Linked DNA regions of Gossypium hirsutum: region 1 is linked to region 2. The links are chromatin contacts, called in public Hi-C maps. All regions are on one chromosome and are shown on one strand. The core of a region is the stretch at or near the end of the contact, and the rest is flanking DNA. Distances in the headings are between cores, read along the strand shown.

The links. A called contact is a pair of places that touch in the nucleus more often than the background predicts.
Region 1: a Hi-C map of leaf shows a contact between it and region 2, with 2.0 times the contacts expected there. The contact joins the enhancer-like site here to the promoter of LOC107907782 in region 2. A contact is called at or near these places in 4 of 34 Hi-C or Micro-C datasets (all in leaf).

Annotation. Positions count from the first base shown.
Region 1 is chrD08:12,493,575-12,500,038 of Gossypium_hirsutum_v2.1, reverse strand. No RefSeq gene overlaps it. Among protein-coding and RNA genes, the nearest start is that of LOC107913508, 18 kb to the right of the region's middle. Within about 2 kb of position 2,913, at least 7 of the 9 cell types and tissues checked have an H3K27ac peak or open chromatin away from gene starts, as enhancers often do. A contact at or near this core is called in leaf, where this site is marked.
Region 2 is chrD08:12,349,676-12,356,480 of Gossypium_hirsutum_v2.1, reverse strand. LOC107907782 reads left to right here and starts at 2,757. Exons shown (of 1, transcript XM_016835101.1): 1 at 2,757-3,641. The coding sequence starts at 2,757. The coding sequence ends at 3,641. It overlaps LOC107913473 (metal tolerance protein C1), which reads right to left. Exons shown (of 12, transcript XM_016842074.2): 7 at 6,310-6,394; 8 at 6,050-6,112; 9 at 5,775-5,880; 10 at 5,489-5,634; 11 at 5,325-5,416; 12 at 4,889-5,231. The coding sequence ends at 5,111. LOC121220655 (small nucleolar RNA Z155) reads left to right here and starts at 4,850; the gene lies at 4,850-4,927. LOC121220654 (small nucleolar RNA R41) reads left to right here and starts at 4,686; the gene lies at 4,686-4,783.

The sequences.
Region 1 (6,464 bases), core at 1,664-4,163, 140 kb before region 2:
CCTCACTTGTTTACTTTGGGTCATCAACATACCATTAGTTCCAACATCAGTAACTGTGGCACCAAGTTTCATCCAGTTGCCTTTGAGAGTTCAATACAACATGAGCAAACCATGCACCACCACTTCAAACAACCAGATATCATTCCTCAATGACCTAAACAAAGGAACCCAACAACATCACTCCATTGATATGCAGCAAAAAAACAACAGCCAAGGTATACTTTTATTTCCAAAGACTAATAGTTGTACATATTCAAACATGGTCATACTATGGGTATTTGAGGTTCTATAGTGCTTAACACAGCAAAAAACTTAAGTTATAGCTATACCTGATTGCTACGTTTGTTTCTGGGAGAAGCAAAGACAAGGATGCATAATCGAATATATTACTTGGTTAGGCCAAAACAGAATAATTTAAAAGGTTGGTGCAGCTAAAAATTGCGAAAATAATCAGTTACCATCATAGCTTGTATGTGCAATAGTAATGTTAGCTTGAGTGAATGAGCTGCCTTCAGCAGCGGCAATGAAACTTCTCCCCCACAACAACACCCATTATTTGGCCACTACTTATCTCTTTATCAAGGATGAAGCCAAAAATTTATCTTTGGGGCAAAATTAAAAGGGTTAAAATATAATTTCATCTTGTTATTTTAAAATTTTAAAGGGTTTAAATTAAAAAATTTTCATTTTTGAGGGTTAATATATTTTTACTATCAAGTAAATTTTTAAGGGACTAAAATAATAATTTTTCATTTTAGGATGACTAGGACCCTGCGTATCCCTTAGCATTGTCCCTACTTTCTGTCAATGTATGATTGATTGCAAGTCATATTATCATATAAATTTTGAATATCATATCATCTTATAAAATATAATTAATATATGTATAAAAAATTTATATTTGATGCATTATCCCTGTATAAATTCATAATGTGTGAGTAAACTATATTAAAACACATCAATCATAAATTAATAAATTATTTTAGAAATAATAAAAAATAAATATGGTTTTTTTTTATTTCTTTTAATTAGTGACATCTTGAGAATGTATAAATTTACACACCCATCAAAATAAATCAATATGTGAAATTGTACATTTTAAAAATAAAACTATCATACATGATAAAATATGATTTCTTTTATTATTATAAAATAAAATTTATGTATATTTTTTAACTATTTTCTAAAATAATATTTATTTTTGAAACATAAGTTTTGTACAAATTTTACTCTTTAATTTTTTTCCTTTCAATTTTAAAAATATATTTCAAACTAATTTTAAATATTTTTATTTTTCTAAAATTACAAATTCAATTAATATAATATTCGTATAACTACAATCAACATAGATTAATACAACAAACAAACACAATTATACTTATAATCAATATATGAATTAAATAAAAATAAAATGTAGACTAAAAAATTGCACTAACTTAAAAGCTTGAATCTCAAAATTCCTGAGATGTGATACCACTAATTATACATTTATAAAATTTATGAGATGAAACTTTAATAAGTTGTGTGATGGTAACATGATGACCATGTTTATTATATGCGATTTGATGAAAGCCATCTTAACTACATTAATTAAAAATTTGTTAATTCCAGTATCATACAAAATCATAATTTAACTAACATCCATCCATTCATATTCAACCTTCACAAGTTTTACAGTAATAGAGTGAAGTTTAACCCAAATAAGATACCACATTACACGTTTTAAAAATAAAAATACATAATAATATATTTAACTTGTAATGTTTACTTCTTTTGTCATTTTGACCCTTGACCTTCAAATTTTATTCCAATTCTATTTTCTTAAATGTAAAAGTTGTCTGGACTATGAAAATTTTAACTGCACTGACATTGTCAATTGGCAATTCATATACTTTATAAAATTTCAAAAAATTAATAAAAATGATTAAAGATTTCAATTTTTTTTAAAGTCCATAAAAAATTCAAGCAAATTATCCATGTTAGCAATAAAGTACATGCAAACTATCACTTGCGCTGCCTTGCTAGTGTCATTAAAATTTTAATAGTTTAATAAAATTTTAACAATTAGACTAAATTTAGAAAATTAAGAACTAAAATGATAAAACAATAATTAAAACCAAAGTGACAAAAAATTAATTAAGACCAAAGTAAGAAAATAAATAAACTTTAGTACCTAAATTAACCATTTTTCCAATTAAAGATAATACCCTAAATGTTTCTCATAAAGTACCACTATCCATAATAAACAAATTCCCTTCTCTCCCCTTTAACTTTATCAGATCTAAAACGCACAAAAAGGAATTTGCAAAAATATATTAGGACATCAACAACTTATACAAAGCACTTCATTTCATCACCATCACCACCACCATCATCGTCATAATTAACAATAGTTTTATATCCTTATTTATTTCCACAGTTTATACTTTTAAATCCGTCAACTCTTCATATTTTAGGCCTATATTTTAACAAATCAGAAACCCTATATATAGTTGCACTATCTTCGTGAAAACACCTCCAACTCTACAAGAGATTATCATAAAAAAAATAGAAGAGAAGCTAGCTAGGTGTGGCTCCAAGAACCCAAGAACATCATGGTTCTTATGGGTTCATCAGTATAGTGGCTCCCATTTCGTCTCTCTATTTCTTTGGAAATAAGAACCCTATGCCCTCTTTGAACCCCTTTCTTAGCCATGGCATCCATGGCCGCCTCGCATGCTTGCTTCACCCTTTCCCTGATCATCATCCTCCCCTTTGATTCAGCCATCACTGAATTATTATTACTATTATTATCACCGGAGAGGCTTTGAGGCTTCATAATGTAATTAATGCCTTTAGGCTAAGATATTAGAAGTATAGACTGAACAAATGTGGGTTTATATAGAAAAAAAGAAAGGCAAAAAGATGCCATGGGTTGTGAGTGGTAGGACCATTTTGTCTTTCAACAAAGATAGGATTAGATTCCAACACGCTTCTGTCTCTAATGACAACTGGGTTCAATTTTAATGTATGGTTTGCTTTATTGAATGGCATTTGGTTATTGGTTGTAATCACAGTAATAAATTAAAACTTTAGGGATCTAATTAAATTTTTTAATAATTAATTAATTTTTTTAACATTTTAAAAACTTTTGTATGGCTTAATTAAAAGTTTTAGAGTTAAAAATTGTAAAAGAAATTAAAGGACTTAATTATAATTTTTTAGGACGCCTCTTACGTTGGTCCTTTACCATCCTAAAAAGTTTTAGGACGTCTCTACTTCAATTTGATATAATTTGATCCCTTAATCCAAATAATTAATTATTCTCATTAAAATATCAACGTACAAAAAATCATGTTCACATGTTTTTTTTTTAAGAATTAATTGGACTCATTTATTAATTTGAAAAGCATACAGAAAAAAACATTAAAGTAGTTGACACAAATATGTGGCTCTTAGGGAAGCCAAACAGTCCAGCCTAAAAAGATGGGTTTTCTCCCCCATTTTACAAAAGACATTTCGAAACCAAAAACCTGTAATAACCCAAATTTTCTCGGCCCAAATCAGAAATAAATAAATAAACAAAAATTATTAAAAGTCCATCAGTCCATATTACAAATCTAAAATACATCAAACCCACTAAGCCCCAATATCACAACCCAATTATTAACCCAACTACCCAATTACAGACCAAAATAGCTTAACCCAAACTCACTAAGACCCACTAACCTAACCCTGGCCCAATTAATTTACCCAAACACAAAATACCCAAAAATGAAACCAAACCTACACCCATTACACCGGTCCAAATAACTAAAGCTCAAATTAGTCCAAAGCTAAGAAAACAAGAAACCCTAGGGTTTTTGCAAACTCCAGCCGTCGCAACAGTAGCCTCCATGCACTGCGCCGAGCCATGCCACGTCACCGTACGGCCTCGCACCTACAACAACCTGCAGCAAACGCAACAAACGCAACAAAGGCAGCAACAGCAGCAGAATACACGGGAATAGCAGAGAAAAATAGCCAAAATTTTTAAAAAATTTCCTGTAAATTTCTATTTTATTTTCGGCTATATAAAGTCGTTTTCGAATTTGTAAAAGGATCTTCTTTTCCTTTTTTACGTATACAAAATACAAAAAGTTTGAAATACAGAAAGGTGATTCAGTTCTTTCATTTTCTAGTCTTCTTTTAGTTTTTTTCTTCTCAACGCTTATTTGATTCGTGATTTGTAAAGGAAACAATAGGAAGAAATTAAAAGGGGGAAAATACCTCGTCGTCGAATCCCTGTTCTCTCTGTCGCCGTCGGAGCTTGAGCAGGGGTTTAGAGATCCCTTTTGAAGGATCGATGAGCAGAGCGGCGCAAAAAAAAGGGGCGACTTTGGGGGCTGGTGTTTAAGCTGGCCTAGGGTTCTAATTTGAGGGTTAAGAAAGGATTTTTATAGTGCATAAAACGACACTGTTTAGGGCCTGTTTCAGTGGTATTAAAACGGTGCCGTATTAACCATCCAACTTCAATAACCGGCGCGGTGGTTCGACCCGGGGAGGATCCGCGCATTTTTTGTTGTGTGGTCTATTTGCACCTTCGATCCCTCCTTTTTACTCCATCCTTTTAATTTCATTTTTTGTTTTTTTTTGTAAATTTCCCGCATGAATTTTGAATTTGTTTCAATTCAGTCCGGGTCTAAATGCCGCATTTTGAAGGAAGGGAGTATTTCCCGCTTGGTCCCCCAAGTAATTCACGCATTATATTTTGGCCCTCTGTTTTGTTTTATTCACATTTTTCCCCTTTTAATTTTGTTTAAAACTCAATTTAATCCTCTTTGTTTTTTTTAATTGGTTTAATATTCTTTATTATTATTATCATTGTCACCACTAGCCTTATTGATATTGTAATTATGTTATTATATTTTATTTATCTATTTATATATATGTATATGTTACTTACGTACTACACTTTAAATTTTTTATATATATTACAATCATATATATTAGCGTCAAATTTCATTATGTATTATTTTTAAATTACAATATATTATTAGCATCATAAAATTTTATGTATTATTAGCTTAGATTTATTATATATTTATTTTTAAATTCATTATGTATTATTATTTCAGGTTTATTAGGCATTATTTTAAAAGAAAAATATTATGTTTGGTATATATATATTGTTCATTTTAAGATTTTGGCATGTATAATTTATTGATTGTGATTTCTCTTGTTGCCATTGTTTTCTTAGTATACATTTTTAAAATCGATTATTAATTCATTTGATGTTTAATTGGTAATATAGATGTTTGCATAATAGGATTAAAATTATTGTTGCTATTCTTGTTAACATTTATCTATTGCTTGGTCATTATTTTTTAGTGTGTGTTCGGATCATCAATTATCTCATACATTACCATTCAATCGTGCTACATTAAAGATTGCGTTTCATAAATATCAAAATCATTTTATACAAAAGTCTTTCAAAATAACGCGACACTCGAAATTTGGGATTCTCGAAAAGATTGTGTCCTAACTCACTGGATTTCAATCTTCCTCGGGATCTAAAAAACCGAATATCCTTTTAATTAAAACATAAATAAAAAGCTCATTCTCGGGAATTCGACATGTTGTGTCCTAACGCATTGGATATGACAGGTTGTTTTCTCGAGACGAAGATTTTTCTAATAAATGAAAATAAAGGCAATATTTGATATTTAGGAATTTTGTGAAATCAAGCCCTAACTTATTGGGTTTTGATTTTCTCATTTGACCCAAATAATCAGATATCCTTCTCAAAAGACATGAATTTTTAAAATTTAAAAAAGATAAACTTGATTTTGAGATTCGAAATGTTGCACTCTAACTTACTGAGTGTGACGATTTATTTCTTTGAAATAAGTGAGCCTTATCATCCAAATCATTTTATTCAAGATAAAAGGATTGTATTTTAAAATCTTTTCAAAATTTCGACACTAAGACATTAAACAATCAATTCGGTACCAATTCTGGGCGTTACGAGGGTGCTAACCCTTCCTTGTGCGCAACCGACTCCCGAACTTATTTTCTCAAATCTCGCAGACCTAAAATTTATTTTTAATGGTGAACCGATCACACCTTAAGAAAAGATCGGTGGCGACTCCCATTTCTATTTTTAAAAGTCGATCCCCATTTTGAAACCAATATAAAAAAATGGTTTCGACAAAACCCATTCAGAAAACCAATATTCATAACATGCTTAAATCGAGCATACAAAGCTTAATTCGTACCTTTGGGACTGAATCGATAACATATAAAAGTTTTGAGATAACATATAAAAATTTTCGAATAAGGGTCACACGCCTGTGTACTCAAGCCGTGTGACATGAAATAGACTTGGTTTAAGTTACTTTTCACACTCCAAAACACTTGTACCTAAACCATTATATAGTACCAAATTCACATAAAATTTAAGCAACTATAAACAACCATTTCAATGCACATATATGCCATTTCAA
Region 2 (6,805 bases), core at 1,508-4,007:
GAAGATTTTAATGAAATTCTGTTCTCATTTGGGAAACAAGGGGGAAGAATTCGAGAGGAAAGACATATGGTTGCTTTTCGGGAAGTGCTAGAAGATTGCGAGATGAGCGATTTGGGTTTTTCTAGGCAATGATACACATGGAAGAGAGGTAGGTTGCCTGGAAATAATATAAGGGAAATACTGGACATAGAGGTAGCTAATCCAGAATGGTGGGAACTTTTTACAGGGTATTCGGTGAACCACTTGCAACATAGCTTTTCTGATCATTGCCTGGTGGTTGTGGATACAAATGGGGATGGGAGTTTGCAATTTAGGGAAAGACAGTACCAATTTCATTTCAATATTGATTGGATACTGGATAATGACTTTGAAGAGAGAGTTAAAAGTGGTTGGAACTCGACTGAGCAGAATAATTTGGTGAAGTTAAAAGAGATGGAGTAAGCTTGAGCAATTGGGAAAAAATGAAAAAGTATTAAAGGAGCGACGAACGACAATTTTAAATTCTAAACTACTTGAATTAAGTGCAGATGAGATTAATGATGTAGTTTTGGCAGAGATTACAGAGATTAAACTGGAGTTGAATTTTATTTTAGGAATAAAGGGCGAGAATCAACTAGTTTCGGATGGGGGTTAAAAACACAGCATTTTTCATAAGAGTGCATCGAAAAAAAAAGAGCATGATTAAGGGGCTGGAGAGTGATTCTGGGAGTTGGGTTAAAGATTTTGATGAGATATCTAAAATTGCTACAGGCTATTTTAAATATTTGTTTTCGTTAAAAGAGGTTAGCAACTGCGATAGATTACTCTCGGTAATATCACCATGTATTACGGAAGGGCTTAATGATGGAATTTAAAGTAGAAGAGGTTGTTGAGGCAATGACAACCATAACTCCTCTTAAGGCATCGGGTAAGGATGGCTTTCCTGCAATATTTTTTCAAAAGTATTGGCATGTGGTAGGAGATGATGTTACTATACATTGTTTGGATGTATTAAATGGTCGACGGAATTTAAAAGAGGTGAATCATACAAACATTGTACTTATCCCTAAGATGAATTCACTAAAAACTACAAGTCAATTTCGACCTATTAGTCTTTATACTGTAACATATAAAATTATTTCGAAGCTGTTAGTCAATAGGTTTCGTCGGATGCTTAACTATTGTATCGATGACACCCAAAGGACGTTCGTGCCAAGAAGGAAAATCACAAACAATATTTTTGTGGCATATGAAATCTTGCACTCTTTCAAAAAAAGAAAATGGACTTTGAATGGTGGCTTTGCTTTAAAACTCGAAATGAGAAAAGCGTATGATAGGGTGGAGTGGTGTTTTCTGGAGAAAATGATGAGTAGAATGGGTTTTTGTGAGGATTGGATATCACTTATAATGAGGTACGTCACTAGTGTATTGTATATAATGGTGATTAATGGGGCATATGGGGATGAGTTCTGGCCTACAAGAGGGTTGAGGCAAGGAGATCCCTTAAGTCCATATTTGTTCCTAATTTGTGCTTAAGGGTTTTCGCGGTTACTTGACATGGCCAAGAGGGAAGGGAAGCTTTTTGGGGCAAGGGTGGGGAGAAGTGGTATTTCGGTGAAGTATTTATTTTTTGCTGATGATAGTGTGTTGTTTAGAGAGCCATCGATTAAGGGTGCAAATATTATAAAAAATGTTATCAATGAGTATGAAACAGTGTCGAAACAGTTGGTTAATTTTGACAAGTCTCTAATCTATTTCAGTGGGAACGTTGGACAAGAAATGCAGGATCAGTGAGGAGAATCTTGGGAGTTCAAATTTCTAATAATCCAAAGAGGTATTTGGGATTGCCAACAATGGTTGGACGTAGGAAAAAACATGTTTTGTTAGAATTAAAGAACGTTTTGTTAAGATGATGAATAACTGGAATGTGCGCTATTTATCGTCCGGGGGTAAGGAGGTATTTTTAAAGTTCGTTTTATAAGCTATTTCGATCTACGCGATGCAGTGTTTTATGTTTCCAGTTTCATTTTGTCGTGAACTTGAGAACATAATGTGTAAGTTTTGGTGGCGAATTCAAAAACCAATAAAGGCATTCATTGGTGCAAGTAGAGTGATATGTGTGTCCCCAAAGCGAAGGGGGGCTGGGTTTTAAAGAACTATCGACATTTAATATGACCCTATTGACGAATCAGGGGTGGAAAATTATTACGCAGCCTAATTGTTTGTTTGCACGAGTAATGAAGGCAAAATATTTCCCAAGAGGGGACTTCATGAGTGCAGGATTAGGTTCTTACCCTTCGTATATCTGGCGAAGTATCTGGGGAGCTAGACGACTCCTTGAGGAGGGGGTGGGTTGGAGAATTGAGGACGGCACTATAGTAAATATTTGGAATGATGCATGGTTGCCAGGGCCTGAAAATGGTAGGGTGCACTGTCAGAATATTGATATTCGATATTCTAAGGTGTCTGAATTAATCGAGAGGGAATCTGTTACCTGGAAGCAAAATGCTATTTGTTTATTAGTTGGAGAGGAGCAGCTGAAAAGAATTCTTTTGATCCCATTGGCAAGCAATGAACCACATGATGCGTTAATTTAGAGAGACAATAATACAAGGATTTATACAGTCAAAGATGGATATAAATGGCTAATTACAATGAAAGATTCTATTATACAACATGAATTTCTATTTCAGTTCTTTAAAAAAATGTGGGCTCTTAATGTGCCAACCAAGATTCGTATACATATGTGAAGGGTTGTTAATGAATTTGTGCCCACGATGCATAACCTGAGAGCCCATAAGCTTGTGGTGGATACGCTCTGTCCAATATGCCGAGCAGAAGAGGAAACGGTGAGCCATCTTTTTCGGGATTGCACTTTTACTCAACAGGTACAGCGGGAGTTGGGGGTGACTAACTCAACTACCAACAGAGAATCAAATTGGAAAAAATGGTTAGCATTAGAGTTTGAGAATTATAGTAATGAAGCATGTAAAATCAGAGCTATTTCTTTTTGGGCTCTTTGGTACAATTGCAACAGAATTTCCCATGAAGGGATAAGGGAGCGAGCACATGAAATTGTGAGGTTTATCAATGCTTATTATTCAGAAATAACGCAAATGGGTGAGATATTGAAGAATAGGCAAGAGACTAAAAGATTTGTGTGGGAACCACCTGTTGATGATGCTGTAAAAATTAATTTTGATGCTTCTTTTAATCAACATTCTCGAAGATCATGTTCACTAGTCATTGCGCGGAATAAAGAAGGATTGGTGATGGCATCGTGTACTTACTCATGGGAGAATATTTCAGATCCGGTTATAGCCGAGGCAATGGCTTGTTTGCAGGCTGTTACTATGGCCGAGGAAATAGGTTTTCAAGATATATGTGTTGAGGGAGACGCGCTAACTGTAATTAGAAAACTAAACTCTACAAAAGAAGATAGATCATGTATTAGCAGTATGATTCAAGAAATCAATGGGAGAACACCCAATTTTAGAAGAATGTGTTTTAGATTTGTACCGAGGGAAGCCAATAAAGCGGTACATGGGATGGCGATGGAAGGATGGAGATATGATAACCCCCTATACTGGATGGAGGAAGTACCGCGTGCAGTGGAAGGACTGGTGAACTGCGATAGGAGTGGCAGAGATGATGGCGGATAACTGGTTTAGTTGAGTCCGGACTTTGTGACGATTGGTCTGTCCGATGAACTCGAGGATTTTGATAAAGACAGGGGCTTGAAAGGTCAGAAATTGGTTGTTCGTGGGTAATCGGTCTCTTGAGTTGCTGATGCACAAATGATGTTGCTTAAAATGCTAGAGAAGAATGGGATTCTAGGCTTGGCTTTTCTCTTTGTTAAGATTGAGTTTGTTTGGTTTCATTTCCAAGTTTGTGTCTGTTCTGTGTGCTTTCCATTACTTTTTGTTTTGTTTTTGTGAGTTTCAAAGCATTATTTTGGTGATCAATTAGGGATGGACAGTTGTAGGGTCATTAGTCTTTAAGGCCTATAAATGAATTGCTTTCTTTTTCTATTAATAGTATCAGCTGGCATTTTCAAAAAAAAAATTGTTAGTATAATATTTTATATTATTTTGGATAGTTTTGAATAAATGATAAATATGATAATTTGAATATTTTTTAAAAAGATAATTTATTTAAATTTTTAATTAAAATAAATTCAACTTAATATTTTCTATGTTAAGCGATAAGTAATTATCTAATTATTTATTCAACACCTTTTTTTCTTTTTATTAAAAATTTTATATTAATCTAAAAATTAGAATGGTTATCAAACATAATTAAAATATTAAATATTTTATTTCAATTAAAATGATTATTGTATAGAAAAAGTCCATTTCAAAATTAAATAAATAAAATAAACAAATGGGCTTTTTAACTACGAAGAAGCTAAAGCTCAGATTATGAAGGGATCCCTTCAATGCCCAAACCCAATTAGCTATCCGCCGACTCCGAGAATCGAAGTTAAGCATGCCCCTCACCAACGCAACCCCTAAACCCTAATTTTCAATTTTTCTCTATTTATAGTTACGCCCGCAGCTGAAGCAATTGCCGTGGAATCGCTTCTTCTTCTTCTCTCTCTCTCTCTCTCTCTCTCTCTCTTTACATTTTTTTTTCTTCTCCAAGTGATGAATTTCTGAAGCTTTGATTATCTTTTTTTCTGGTTTTGTTTTCAATAACAGAAGATGGGGGAGGCTGTGATGTTGAAAACTACCTATTTTATGAAGGGGGTTTTTTCGCCCTTTTGTGATTAGAAAATCACCAATGGATCCTTCTGAGCCTTCTTCCTCGCTTCAACTTCACTGTCTTTTTATTTATTTATGAAAATATATATTATTACCTGCTTCAGAGCCATTGAAATGATGATATCCTTTTCTGAAACAATACAATGTAGACTAAAAAAATTCAGACTACAATTATCTGATCATTTTGGCTCTTAATTTTATATCAGTTTTCATCTCCTTTTTATTTGTAAGCAAATCAAGATATACCTATAGCAACAGTAATTTCTTTTTTCTTTCACATTTTGCAAAAGAGGGGAACAGTAGGGCAAAGCAAACTAGGTTTAAGGGTAGGGCAGAGAAATCTGGTTTCTTGAATATTGGAAGTTTTGTTAAATATATCTGAATTGTGGAATTGGGCGTCCCAATCTCAGCTGCAGTTTGACATTAACAATGTTTGAAGCTGCCTTCATTATCTCCTTCTCTGCTTCCTTCGCTGTGTCCATGGCTTCGCTGCATTTAGGCAAACATTTATATTGAATTTGAACCTCCAAGGCAAAATCTGAACAAATTATGAATCTAAAACGAGAAGGAAAGCTTGTTTACCGGATCATAATCTCTGGTGGCATGGTAACCTCAACTTCAAGTACCATCTTCCCTTGCAAGGTGTGTTGGGTGATGCGCTCGACCTTAAATTTCTGCAAGAATTCATGTAACCTTGAGAGCTTAAAATCAGGTTTGTTTATAACATAATGAGAGGACACACGTACCTTTGGAAACTTTGATGAGAGAATATGAGAAACAATTGCTTGAACATTCCCTTCACCGACAGACATGTTACTATTCTGTTCCGTGATTGTCTTCAAACCTTCATTTTGGTCCATTACATCAGGGGAGAACTCTACATAGGCAGGATCTACAATTTCGAAATGGAAAAAAGAGAGTTGATCTTTAAGCCAACAATTTGGAAATGCAAACAGTGTTTTTACAGCCCATAGGTAATGTGACTACCACAATGAAAAGTTGGTTTAGGGATGAACTAATCATGTAACATACCAATGTGTATGAAAACTTCGGTTACTTCGGGGTGGGATTTATGAATTTGGTGACGAACATTTTCGCCAATGCCATGGGCAGTACTAACACTAGAAAAGGGATCAACCTGCGGGTTGGAAGAATAAGAGAAAATTACTTAGTAATAGGCGATATTTTATAGCCAAATCAATAAAGACCATATACTCAATTTAGCAAAAGTTAGGCGAAGTTTATACTTTTCAATCATGCCCTCTTTGCAATACTCATTGGCAGTAAAAAATATGCTAAAAACTCACCACAATATGTGCATCAAGGTACAGATTAGAACCAGCTCTCCTTCCTCTCATTCGATGGCATCCCTACAAACAATTTTGAACAAGTTATTAATGAAGGTTGCCAAGAAAGAAAAAAGAATAACTCAGTTGTACATTTCACCAAATGCAACAGGCCAACAAATCATGATACGTTAACTGATTACGTGAATTTACTGAGATTTATTTTACATTTAGAGCAGTATCTGCTATTAACAGATATGCAAGCAAATTTTGTTAGTTACCTTGACTCCTTTAACTTGTAGAATTGTTTGATTTATGGGCTCCAATTGTTCTGTAGGTAAGGCAGCATCAACGAGTTCAAGGACGCTACAAAGTTGCCCAAAATGATATGTCAATTACGGAGTTTAGATAAATGTCATTATAATCAATAGCTGCGTCATAAGAATGCTAAAACACAACTAAACAGGTGACATAAGAATGCTGAATGCAATCAATCAAAGATAATACGAACATGATAACATTAACCTGTAATGAAAACACAGGTATTAAATAAGTAAAATAAATGCAAAAGCTTATTAAATATACCAAATTTTCAGCCAAAAACGAAAAGAAAGAAAGCCTATTTTTAGTATTGATTGATGCCATTGACATTTTAGACCTTAAAGTAAACAGTATGCTTGACTATTTCCATACTGATTGATACCATTTACCTCTTGAATTGCTGCAATTGCTGTGAAAGCTTAAAATCTTAAAATAACACCACAACAAAGCAAACAA